Linked DNA regions of Capra hircus: region 2 is linked to region 1. A link is a contact called in public Hi-C data. All regions are on one chromosome and are shown on one strand. The core of a region is the stretch at or near the end of the contact, and the rest is flanking DNA. Distances in the headings are between cores, read along the strand shown. Region 1 overlaps RERE (arginine-glutamic acid dipeptide repeats protein). Region 2 overlaps RERE (arginine-glutamic acid dipeptide repeats protein).

Region 1 (5,444 bases), core at 1,803-4,302:
TTGTGTTTTCAAATATTTTGGGGTAGGAAGTAATGTACCCTCTATTAGAGAGTTCAGACAAGTGGGAAGAGTTTGACTTATTCTGGCAGTTGTTTAAACATTTCTTAAAAGTGGAAAGTTGAAGTTGGATGCTTGATTGGCAAATGTCTGAATCAAGGTTAAACTTTTCAAAACTCTTCAAATGTTTGCATTTAGCTAGATCCAAAGTCCAGTCACTATTTCCATCTAATTTTTAAACTTAACACATATTTTGGGGAAATCTGTATTTTTTTTTGTATTCATTTATGCATAAGTCAGGAGGTAGGGATTGAATCTGTACCCCCTGCCTTAGAAGCTGAAGTCTTAACTACCAGACCATGAGGGAAGTCTCAGATTTGAGGTTTTAAACTATTAGTTGTTAATGTAGGAAGTGGATTTTGTGATTGCATTTCCTGGTGTTATTACACCGTGGAAATTAGTATATTTAGTGGTTAAGTGTGACAGATGTACATTTGGAATTTTGAACTTTTAATTTTGACCTAATTAGAATGACCTTAAAAGTGTAGTGTTTTTTTTTTTTAAGGTTTTCATTTTCTTTATCTGATCTAGGATAATTCAGGTTTTCCATTCATGATTGAAATGAATGTGTTTGCTAGAGCACTTTGAAATTCTTGGGTGAAAGACCTTCTGTAAGCTCAAATACTGCAAATTTAAGAAACATACCATTATGGGGATTCTTTTTCTAGTATTTTTTCAGATTGGTTTATAGATACTAACTGAAGTATCGTCTTTTTAAAAAAAACTAATTTATTTTATTTTATTTTTTTTTTAAATTTTAAAATCTTTAATTCTTACATGCGTTCCCAAACATGAACCCCCCTCCCACCTCCCTCCCCACAACTAATTTATTTTTAATTGGAAGATAATTGCTTAATAATGTTGTGTTGGTCTCTGCCATACATCAACATGAATCAGCTCTGGGTATACATATGTGCCCTCCCTCTTGAACCTCCTTCCGACCCCATCCCACCCCTCAGGTTATTATGGGGCATTCATTTGAGCTCCCTGCGTCATTCAGCAAATACCCACCGGCCATCTATTATATTAATACATATGGTGATGTTTATGTTTCAGTACTACTCTCTCAGTTCATCCTACTCTCTCCTTCTCCCCACTGTGTTTACCAATCTGTTTTCTATTTTTGTGTTGCTACCCTGCAAATAAGCTCATCAGTACCATTTTTCTAGGTTCCATATGTATGTGTTAATATGCCAGAGTATTTTCTTTTTGTCTAGTTATTTATCTCCCCATTGCTCTTTACTTCAGTTTTGGAAGAACCTTTATTTTTACCTAGTTCTTAAAGAAACAGATCAAAAATTATTTAAATGACAGTGTCCCCCACATTTTCAGTAATGTTGAAACTGAAACACATTTGGAAAATAGGAAAATAGGCGTGAGTACTGTGTATTAGATTTGATTACTGGTACTGGGTAGTAGCTTCACCTGTATTGTCACCTGAATGCATCTTTCTTCCATATTAATCATGGAGAATAATATACTCTTCATGTATATAAAATATATAACACATCAAAGCTTTTACCTGAAATTGGTATTTAAAAATTTTCTAAGAATTTCTATGGTATATAGGTAAACCAAAGAGCTTTTTTAAAAAAATTATATGAAGTTACAAAGAATGTTCCTTGGGGGAGAAGGTTTGAGGTTGAATATTTGTTTACACTGTATCTAGAAATAGAAGCTTTAATATGTAGAGAAAGCAACTAAATCCTTGATTTTACAAAGGATTCAAGACACATCTGCTTAATTCTCAAAATTTGAAATTAACAGACATTAATTTTTTTGGTTTTATTCTAGCAAGTTAACAGACTATTACTTTGGTGTAGATAGTATTACTCAGTTTATTATTTTTTTAATGTAATTTGTCAAAGTCTCCTATTTTGAAATATATATGAGAAATTTTCCTTATAAAATACATTTTAAGTTTATTCCATTCAACATATATATTCTATTCAATATATGCACTCAATTTATTACTCACACTTTTGAAAACTTTCCTGTGCAGAATAACTCACCCCAGCCTTTGGAATAAATTTTATTTATTGTTTTCCCCTGACTTCATTCAATCCATTGTTTTGGTTTCTTGAGTTTACCCATTTCTCCATATCACTTCTCCATTTTGTTGATTTTGTATTTGTTCTTTTTGATGGCAGTAGCTCCTTTCGCTCAGGAGAAAAGATTTCTCAAGTCTGATTGTAAAATGTCTTGAATTGTCTTGTTTTACATGGATACACACCTTTGGTTATTACTTAAGAGAATCACATGTTATGGTTATATGGCAACCTCAGATCTGGGATATTTCATGAAATGGAGATATCAGCTGGTCAGTGCCAGCAAGAATTTATTTTCCAGGTCCGGATCTGCCCATCCAAGTGTCCTTTCAATAATCACACACCTTTTGACCATGTTACTGTCCACTTTTCTATAGTAACATGTTCCGTGAATCTCTGGCAGGAGCTAGAACAGGGGTGGGCAAGCTTTTTCTGAAGAGGGCCAGATGATAAATATCTTGTGCTTTGTGGGCCATGTAGTCGAGTTGCAGCTATTCAGCCTTGCCTTCGTAGCACAAAAGCATTCAGACAGTATGCAAGTGAACGGATGTGACTGTTTCCAGTAAACCTTTACTTATGGACACTGAAATCGGATTTTACACAATTTTCATGTGCTATGGAATGTTCTTTTTTTTATTTGGGGTCCCCCCCCACTGTTTATTATTATGGAAACCTTTCTTTCATTTATGGGCTGTACAAAAGCAGACGGTAGGCTGTTTGACCCTTGACCCATGTTTTGCTGACTCCCTGAGAAGCAAAGAAGAACCCAAAGAAGGAGGCACACAGAACTGGTTGCTTAATTTCATGCAGATATCCAGGGTTGCTTTTGTTACCATCAAAAATAAAATAAATGGGACTTCCTGGTGGCTCAGTGGTAAAGAATCCATCTGCCAGCGCAGAGGGCATGAATTTGATTCCTGGTCCAGGAATACCTCACATGCCACAGAGCAGCTAAGCCCTGTGCGCCACAACTGTTCAGCCTGTGCTCTGGAGCCTGGGGGCTGCAACTGCTGAAGCCCTTGTGCTCTAGAGCCTATGCTCTAAACAGGAGAAGCCCATGCACTGCAATTAGAGTAAAGCCCACACAACAAAGACCCAGCACAGCCAAAAATAAATACATAAAAAATAAATACATTTCTTAATATGAGAGGAGATATAAATGGTGTAATTCTTAGTGGTAACTTCAGCATTTGGGTTTAGTTATAATAGAAGATTAAAGGTGGTTTTCTCCTTCACATATTAAATGTGGAAAATTGTGACGAGCTGTGGAATAAAACTTCACTTAAACATTGTCAAAAGACTAGCATACACAGGAACTGTATAGATTTGTTTGATATGAAGGTTTCATTTAAGGGAAAGAACTGCCTTCCAGGCTGTTTTAGCTTGTGGTTTCGATCTTACTGTGTTCTGTCCCTGCCTGATTTGTGCAATCTAGTGATGGTGATTCAGAGCTCAAAAGTAGGTTGTCTCTAATTTTTATCCTTTCTTAGCATTAGAGTTTTCGGTTTTTAAATCTGAAATAAAAACCAAACTGTTGTCTCTACAGGTAGGCATTGCTTTCCTTCTGCTTAAACTTAAAAATACAGCCTGTTTGTTGGCTTTTGTTGGCACTGCATAGTGCTTGGACACTACATATTTCACAGCAGACATTTTTCCCACTTAACACTGTGAGCAGTTGGTTAATTTGAAGATCTGTTACTGCTGTTGATCCTTGCTATGACAAAAATCAATGTACACAGCACAGCCTGAATTAATAGGGCTCAAACTCATTAGGCCATGAAAATGGTTTAATCAACAGTGAACCCTTTAAAGACCTTGTCAGATAGTATTTTATAACAGATTCAAGGGAAAAAAAATGGTTAGCACCTAAAAATATTCTTTGTTTCAGAGTTTATATTCTTCCTTTTTAAAATTCTCTTGAATGACTTCTGGGGTTGTCCCTATGCTCTGTTAAGAGGAAAAAACCCCTATATTTGTATTTATTATGTTGGACCATAGCCATTCAATATAATTACTCATCTCTTAGTAAAAGCCCTTTCAGACACTGAAACACACTTTGTTTATTAATCCGTATTTCTCACTAGAGGGTATATTCTGTATGAGTGTTTAGATTTTCTTCCTCTGGATTCTCCTGCAGTTTTAGCCTTTTGTGCCTGCTCACCCTTACTTCCTCCTCGACCTCCTTCAGTTTGGTAATAGTTGGCTGATTTGATGTTTGTGGGGTGTTCAGAATTTGATGGCTGCCTTAGTGTGAATCAGCAATCCATTCTAAGCATCCTTTTCCTCTTGTGAAAGTTCTTATTGGATTGGACTGTGGATAGTTTGTGAGAGGTAGCTAAAGATCAAAGGGGAAACCTATATTGACTGATAATAAATTGAATTTCCCTGTTAGATAGCTTTTTATTTTGGTGTGCAGAGCCTAAGTTTAATCCTGGTTCTGAAATGTACCAACTTCATGGCTTTCTTGAACAGATGTCATTTAATACCTTTCTTGCTGTGTTTGTTCATTTATAAAATGGAGAGAATGATAGTACTCATCGTTTAGGAATAGTGTCATGTATGTAACGTACTTAGAATAATCTTGGGCACATGGTTAGCACTCAGTAAATACTTGTATTATTGCCATCATCATTATTTACAGTTTGAATGAAAAACAGCTAATGTGAAGATTAAGCAGGAAAAGGACATTATCAGGATTGACTTATGGAAAGATAGCTTTCTTAGTTGAGAGGAAGTTAGATGCAGGGCCAGGTGAGCAATGGTAGAGGTATAAGGCCAGTGTTAAAGGTTGAACTGCATCCATTCCAGATTAGCATGTTCAAGTCCTAACCCCATAGCTCATTGTGTGTTAGTTGCTCAGTCTTGTCTGTTTGTGACCCCATGGACTGTAGCCCTCCAGGCTCCTCTGTCCATAGAATTCTCTGGGCAAGAATACTGGAGTGGGTTGCCATTTCCTTCTCCAGGGGATCTTCCTGACCCAATGCTTGAACCTGGATCTCCTGCATTGCAGATGGATTCTTTACCATCTGAGCCACCTATGTATGTATATATAATTATCTTCACTAACGTCCCCCAAGGACATAAAATACTGCTGGACTTAACAGTTGCCATTCAGAAAATATGTGAGTCATAGGTGTAACATTATTCATAAATACCATCATTGGCATCATTGTGATGTCAGCTAATTTTTAATTTATCATTTACTACGTTCCAGTCATGGGGGCAAGTTTTGTTTTCTTGAATAGGAATCCTATTTAATTTTGACAATAAATATAGTATATTTTTAATCTCATGTTGCAAATCATATATACATATGATGAGGCAGCCAAGACTGAATAT
Region 2 (5,444 bases), core at 1,097-3,596, 150 kb after region 1:
TTTTGACTTTGCAAATTGTTCATTTGATGAATCCACCTTCATATCCTAGTTAGGTTGTCTTTGGCCCTGATCCATCTATCACATCTGATAACAGTGGGGGGACTAGAATGGCCTGTTTGGAGGGCTCTGGGAGTTGTGATACCTGCCAAGGCCTGGCAGGTGATTGATGGACAAAGAAGGTCCTTCCTGTGTAATGCAGGTGAGTATGAAGTTATCCTTGTTCCCATTCTGGTTGGAAATAAGGAATATTGAAAAGGGAATCTCTGTACTTGTCTAATTGGTCATTAGTGAGTGCCTGTCCTTCTCCATCCACCCCATCCCACCCGCCTCACCCCTGCATTTCTCTTATGTTTTTATATTGTATAAAAATTTTTCCCAGGAAAAATATGGTCCTAGGAAGGACACAGATTGGCTATTTAAAATAAACAAAAGTACTGTATTAACAATCATGAAAGATCACTAGGAAGGGAAATTGACTTCTTGACCTTGAATCACATATATTTACATTTAGGATGGGCTACTTGTGTGCTGTTAATAGAATGAACCAGTGTCACTTCAGCAGAACTTCCTGTTTGCCTTCTGGTCTGGTGTCTGCCTTTTTCTCCAGTGTTTGTCAGTAATCTTACTCGGAATGTTTAATTTCAGTTCTGACTTTTACATTCATTAATTCTAAACCTATTGCCTGACATGCAGAGATCTGGAAATCCTCCCTATACAGAGAGAAGATGCTCAGTCGTGTCTGACTCTTTGCGACCTCATGGACTGTAGCCTACCAGGCTCCTCTGTCCATGGGATTTTCCAGGCAAGAGTACTGGAGTGGGTTGCCGTTTCCTTCAAACACCTTCCAGTCGAGCTGTCTTTTCTAAACCCACATGGTGATGAGTTTTGTCTTTTGTTAAACTCTTTATCTCCTTAAATTTACATGCACCCCTCATTTCAAGAAATCCGGGCCAGGTATGTGGACAGATCCATAATTCAACCCAGAATCGGCCTGTCTCCTTTCCTGCTCAGAGCCACTGAGACTTCACTGTAAGCAGATTGAATGTGCTGCTGTTTTGTGGTTTTCATGCTGGTGCCTCCTACCACCTGGAAGCAGTCAATACATTTCTTTCTCCTTAAAGAAAAATTGGTGGAAATACTTCCTTCCCAGTGGCTTCTTCTCTGTGTTCAGAAGTATATCCCAGGACACCTTCAGTTGGGGGGCTTTTCACCGCTTCCTTCTTCATTCAGCATTGTGTTAAAATGTCTCATTCATAAGCACTTTGACCGTTATGCAGACTTCCAGAGTCAATGATGAGGCATATTTGTTAGAAATACTTGATATGCTTCTTGAATTGTTGCAAAAGTGAAGAACTTTACCCCTAATTTGCTACTTGGTGTGTTATTGTATTGCTGTTAGGAGCATAATTTTGGATCTGTGAAAAGCAAAATTTATAACCAGCCTCTTAATTTAACTTCTCTCTTCATCTGTAAAACAGTGATAGTAATATCTAGCATTTATTGACAGCCAATCCACTCTACTTATATTCATTTATTTAATTCTCACAACCTAATGAGTTATAAACTATTATTTTCCCTCATTTTATGTGTGAGAGAACTGAGCTTTGGAGAAGTAATTGGCCTTAAGTCACATAGCGCAGTAAGTTGCAAAGCCATGAGTCAAACCCAGGTGGTTTGTGTTGAATCAGATGATCTCCAAGTTCATGCCTGCCTTTAATTGTGATTTTGAGCAGGTCTTAGTCTAGTGAAAAGGGTAAAGAAGATGGAGATTTCTGGTTGAGCAGTACCCATGGATCTGAGGCGGCTGAGGGAGCCAGTCCTGTGCTCTCTACTCCCTTCTGCTCTTCCTCAGTGCACATCATCAGCTTCTGTGGGAAAGGATGTTTTAATTCCTAAGATTCCTGAGGATGGTAGTGTTAGGTAACACCACTGTGTGATACAGAGGAAGCACGAGGGTGCTTTCCTCGTCCCACTTTATCCACTTGGTTTCATCTGTAGAAGAAGTCGTCTACACATAAGCGAATAGGGGAACCAGACCATGGAATCATCCTGTTCTGTCCCTCACTTGTCAGATGGCAGATGACTTCACCAAGGTCACCCCCAGCTGACTAGTGACTGTGGACAGCACCAAAATCCTAGGTTACCTGATTTTAGTCTAGAGTCTCTGAAGCAGCACAGTGCCTCCCTTTATAGACGTCTCATCTTCAACCAGATTCCCAGCCTATTTAGGAAGATTGTGTCCATTACAGCTATTTACATCCATTGGGAACTTCTGTCTTACGCTGAGCCTGCCTCCCTTTGTTGCGGTCCATCTGTGGAATCCAGAGTCTGGAGGCTTTGGTAGCACAATGCCGCCACTCCCTGGTTGTCAGGTAGTATTGCACTGGGAAATCTAGTAGGCTTTCAGCTCCCTTTGTAAAGGCTGATAATAGGAGTAGTAAATCCAAGTGCAAACAGACCAGAGTGGTAATTCTGTGTGGGTGGAGTCATTAAGTGTGTCTGGCTCAGAAGATAACACATATTATACCTCAGAGCATCAGAATCACTGGCTTGGTTCTGAAAAAGAGGCATTGTCTAATTGCCCATTGTTAATACTTTTAAAAAGTTATCTCCGTTACCTTTACATTTTCAAATACCTCATGTTTTTTCTGCATTTTTTGAGATGATCATGTGGTTTTTGTCTTTTGTTGATGTGGTTGTGTCACATTGATTGATTTGTGTTTGTTGAACCATCCTTGTGAACCTGGGATGAATCACACTTGGTCATGGTGTATGATCTTTCTTATGTGTTGTTGGATTTGGTTGGCTAATATTTTGTTGAGAATTTTTGTGTCTATATTCGTCAGAGATATTGGCCTGTAACTTTCTTTTTTTGTGGTATCTTTTCAGGTTTTGGTATTCATACGTCTTAGATGTGTTGCAGAAATACATAAAAGTATAAATTTTAGAATAGTGTTGCTAGAATCGCTGGTTGATCTGAATTCCTTTGTGCTCTATCAGGTAATTCATTCCTGTAAGTGTTGAAGCATCTGTTAGTAGCTGAGTGGGTAGATAGACATCACTGTCATCTCCTGGAAGAATCCATATTCTAGAGAAGACATCACTGACAATTCTTAGTGAAGTTCTTGACGTTTTCTGTGAAGCATTAGTTGGAGTCACTTACTATCAGAGGAAACAGTGCTCTTTGGGTACCTGTTCAGCTACAGTGTTTGTATGTGTCCTTTTAGGTAGTTTTCCATAATCCTGTTTTACAGAAGGGTAGATGAAGAGAATCTTAGTAATGTGCTCAGAGTCATGTGACAGGGAAGTGATGGAGTGGGGATTTGAACCCTGACAGACATTCCTTCACCTCCCTGTAGTCCATGTTCCCAGCACAGCAGTGCTTGAACCAGGGTTTAGTCTTACCATTGTGCTTTAGCTTTCCTTGAAAAGGAAACCATTAGACCATTGGTTTTCAACTGGGAGTATTTTGTACGGGAAGGGGAAGTTTGGCAGTGTTTGAAGACATTGTGGTTGTCACAGTGAGGAGGGAGGGGTGCCGCTGGCAGTGGCTGAAGGCCCAGGGATGCTGCCTCACATCTAACAGGGTGCTGGGCAGGCTGTGCAACAGGCTCATCTGGGTCCAGTGTCCATGGTTCTAGCTCAAGAGACCCTGTAGGGAACAGTGTGTTTACTTAAGTGGGTTTATCCCTGAGAACTGCCGCCCAGGCTCAGCCCTCCTGCCCTGGCGTGTCTCCTTCTGTCCCTGGTGCCTGCTCTCGTCTTGGTCTTGCTCTTCATCGCCCTGCCTTGGGAAGAAGCCACAGCCGTGTCCCACTGCTCTCCCATGGCCAGTGTTTTTGATCTCACTGACTGTGCCTTGGTCAGCAGTGCAGATAGAAGGCCCCATTTGTTAGCAGCTGCTGAAGGCCAAGCTCCTGTGAGATTCAGGTTCCTCAGCGTCCCACAGAATGCTTTCCTGAGCTGCAGGCAGGTGGACCACGTGCATGTATCTTGTGTGTGTCTTGTGCTTTCTCTATCTTTGTGTCTTTCTTAGATCTTCTCCTTTGCCTAGAAAAAAATTCACTGAAGTGTTTCCCATTTTCCCCCAGGTCAGATGTTGCTTCCTCCATAATCCCTTGCTGGAAGTAATTGCTTCTGTCTGTAAACTCCTGTCTATATATAAACTTCTATACTATATGTAACATGTATTCTTTTCATGCAGGCTACTGATTTGTCCTCCTTTTCCTACCTGCAGTATAAATAGTATAGAATATAAAAGTGCAAAATGGATAAAAACTAAAAAGTACCCGTTATGTAGGATTATTCTTTGTATGCAATCGGTTCTACTCAAACTAGTCATGATGCCCTGTATTTGACACAGTTAATTGTGAAAGTAAGAATCTTAGTGTGTATGGTATTTACTTTGAAACAGTTCTTCACATTTGAGTTCAGTCAAGACTTCTGGCAGTTGTTTTCGTTTTTCATTCTGGTTCTTCAAATGGCTAAGGTATTTTAGCAAAAATAGTTAAGAGCCATCCTGGCCTTTTAGTGAAGACTTCATATCTTCTCATTTATTAAACCTGAAGGATCTGACTTCATTAGAGAAAGCTCCTCTAACCTACTTTAGGCTTTGGCCATCTCTTTTATAAACATGAAGCATTTCTCAATTTTTTAGCTCTCATTCATTTCTGACCGTGAACTTGGGATGAGAAGGTAGAGGCTGCTGAGAGGACTGGTGTTGCCCTCATCTTGGGGAGGTCTATTACTGTCCTCAGCTCAGTTGGAGAAGTGTTTCTGAGGCCCTGAAAGCCGTAGTTTACTGCCATGCTGAGATGCTTCTCGGCCAGGAGCACGGAGGTGGTCCCCTCAAGCTCTCCACAGCCTTCAAATGGAAAGAGACAGTATTTGGTCCTTTACTCTTTGAATGAACTAGAAACAAGCTAACTTTCAGGGATAATATGGTTAAGTATGCCACACACATCTATAGGACCCTGATAACCATCAGACTCTTCCTTATTCATAAATATTTGTGTTAAGGTGTTCTATTCTCAGGACATCCCAAGATGATCTCCCCTCCACGAACTCATAGTATCTTCCTCACCAGTGATTTGCTGTGTTCATTGCAATAGAGCAATAAATGACAGAAAAAGGGAGGGAGGATATAATTCAGTCTGGGTGATTGGCAGTCCTTGAAGAGATCTGTTAGGTCTTGCTTGGTAAATTCTTTCTGATTTATTGCCCTTAATGGCTTTGACAGTGTGCTGAAAACAGTTTATAAATATTTGCAAAACAATTAAATCTTTTTTTTTTAACAATTAAATCTTAAGGTAGAAAAATTATGTATTCATGTAGTACTGCATACATCGTTAATGTTAAATTTAAAAAAGTATAACACTGAATGAATTAGTTAATTAAACTGGGGCAATGTATAGATTCAGGTTTGGTTTCCTTTGTTTCCTGAA

Evidence for each region. Hi-C and Micro-C count contacts between places; a contact is called where the count stands out from the background.
Region 2: a contact with region 1 is called in a Hi-C map of blood, with 7 times the contacts expected there. The contact joins two enhancer-like sites. A contact is called at or near these places in 3 of 5 Hi-C or Micro-C datasets (blood and liver).

The regions. Positions count from the first base shown.
Region 1 is chr16:43,252,194-43,257,637 of ARS1.2, forward strand. All of the region lies in intron 1 of RERE (arginine-glutamic acid dipeptide repeats protein), which reads left to right. Among named protein-coding and RNA genes, the nearest start is that of RERE, 83 kb to the left of the region's middle. Within about 2 kb of position 3,053, at least 3 of the 5 cell types and tissues checked have an H3K27ac peak or open chromatin away from gene starts, as enhancers often do.
Region 2 is chr16:43,406,920-43,412,363 of ARS1.2, forward strand. All of the region lies in intron 4 of RERE (arginine-glutamic acid dipeptide repeats protein), which reads left to right. Among named protein-coding and RNA genes, the nearest start is that of TRNAE-CUC, 41 kb to the right of the region's middle. Within about 2 kb of position 2,347, at least 2 of the 5 cell types and tissues checked have an H3K27ac peak or open chromatin away from gene starts, as enhancers often do.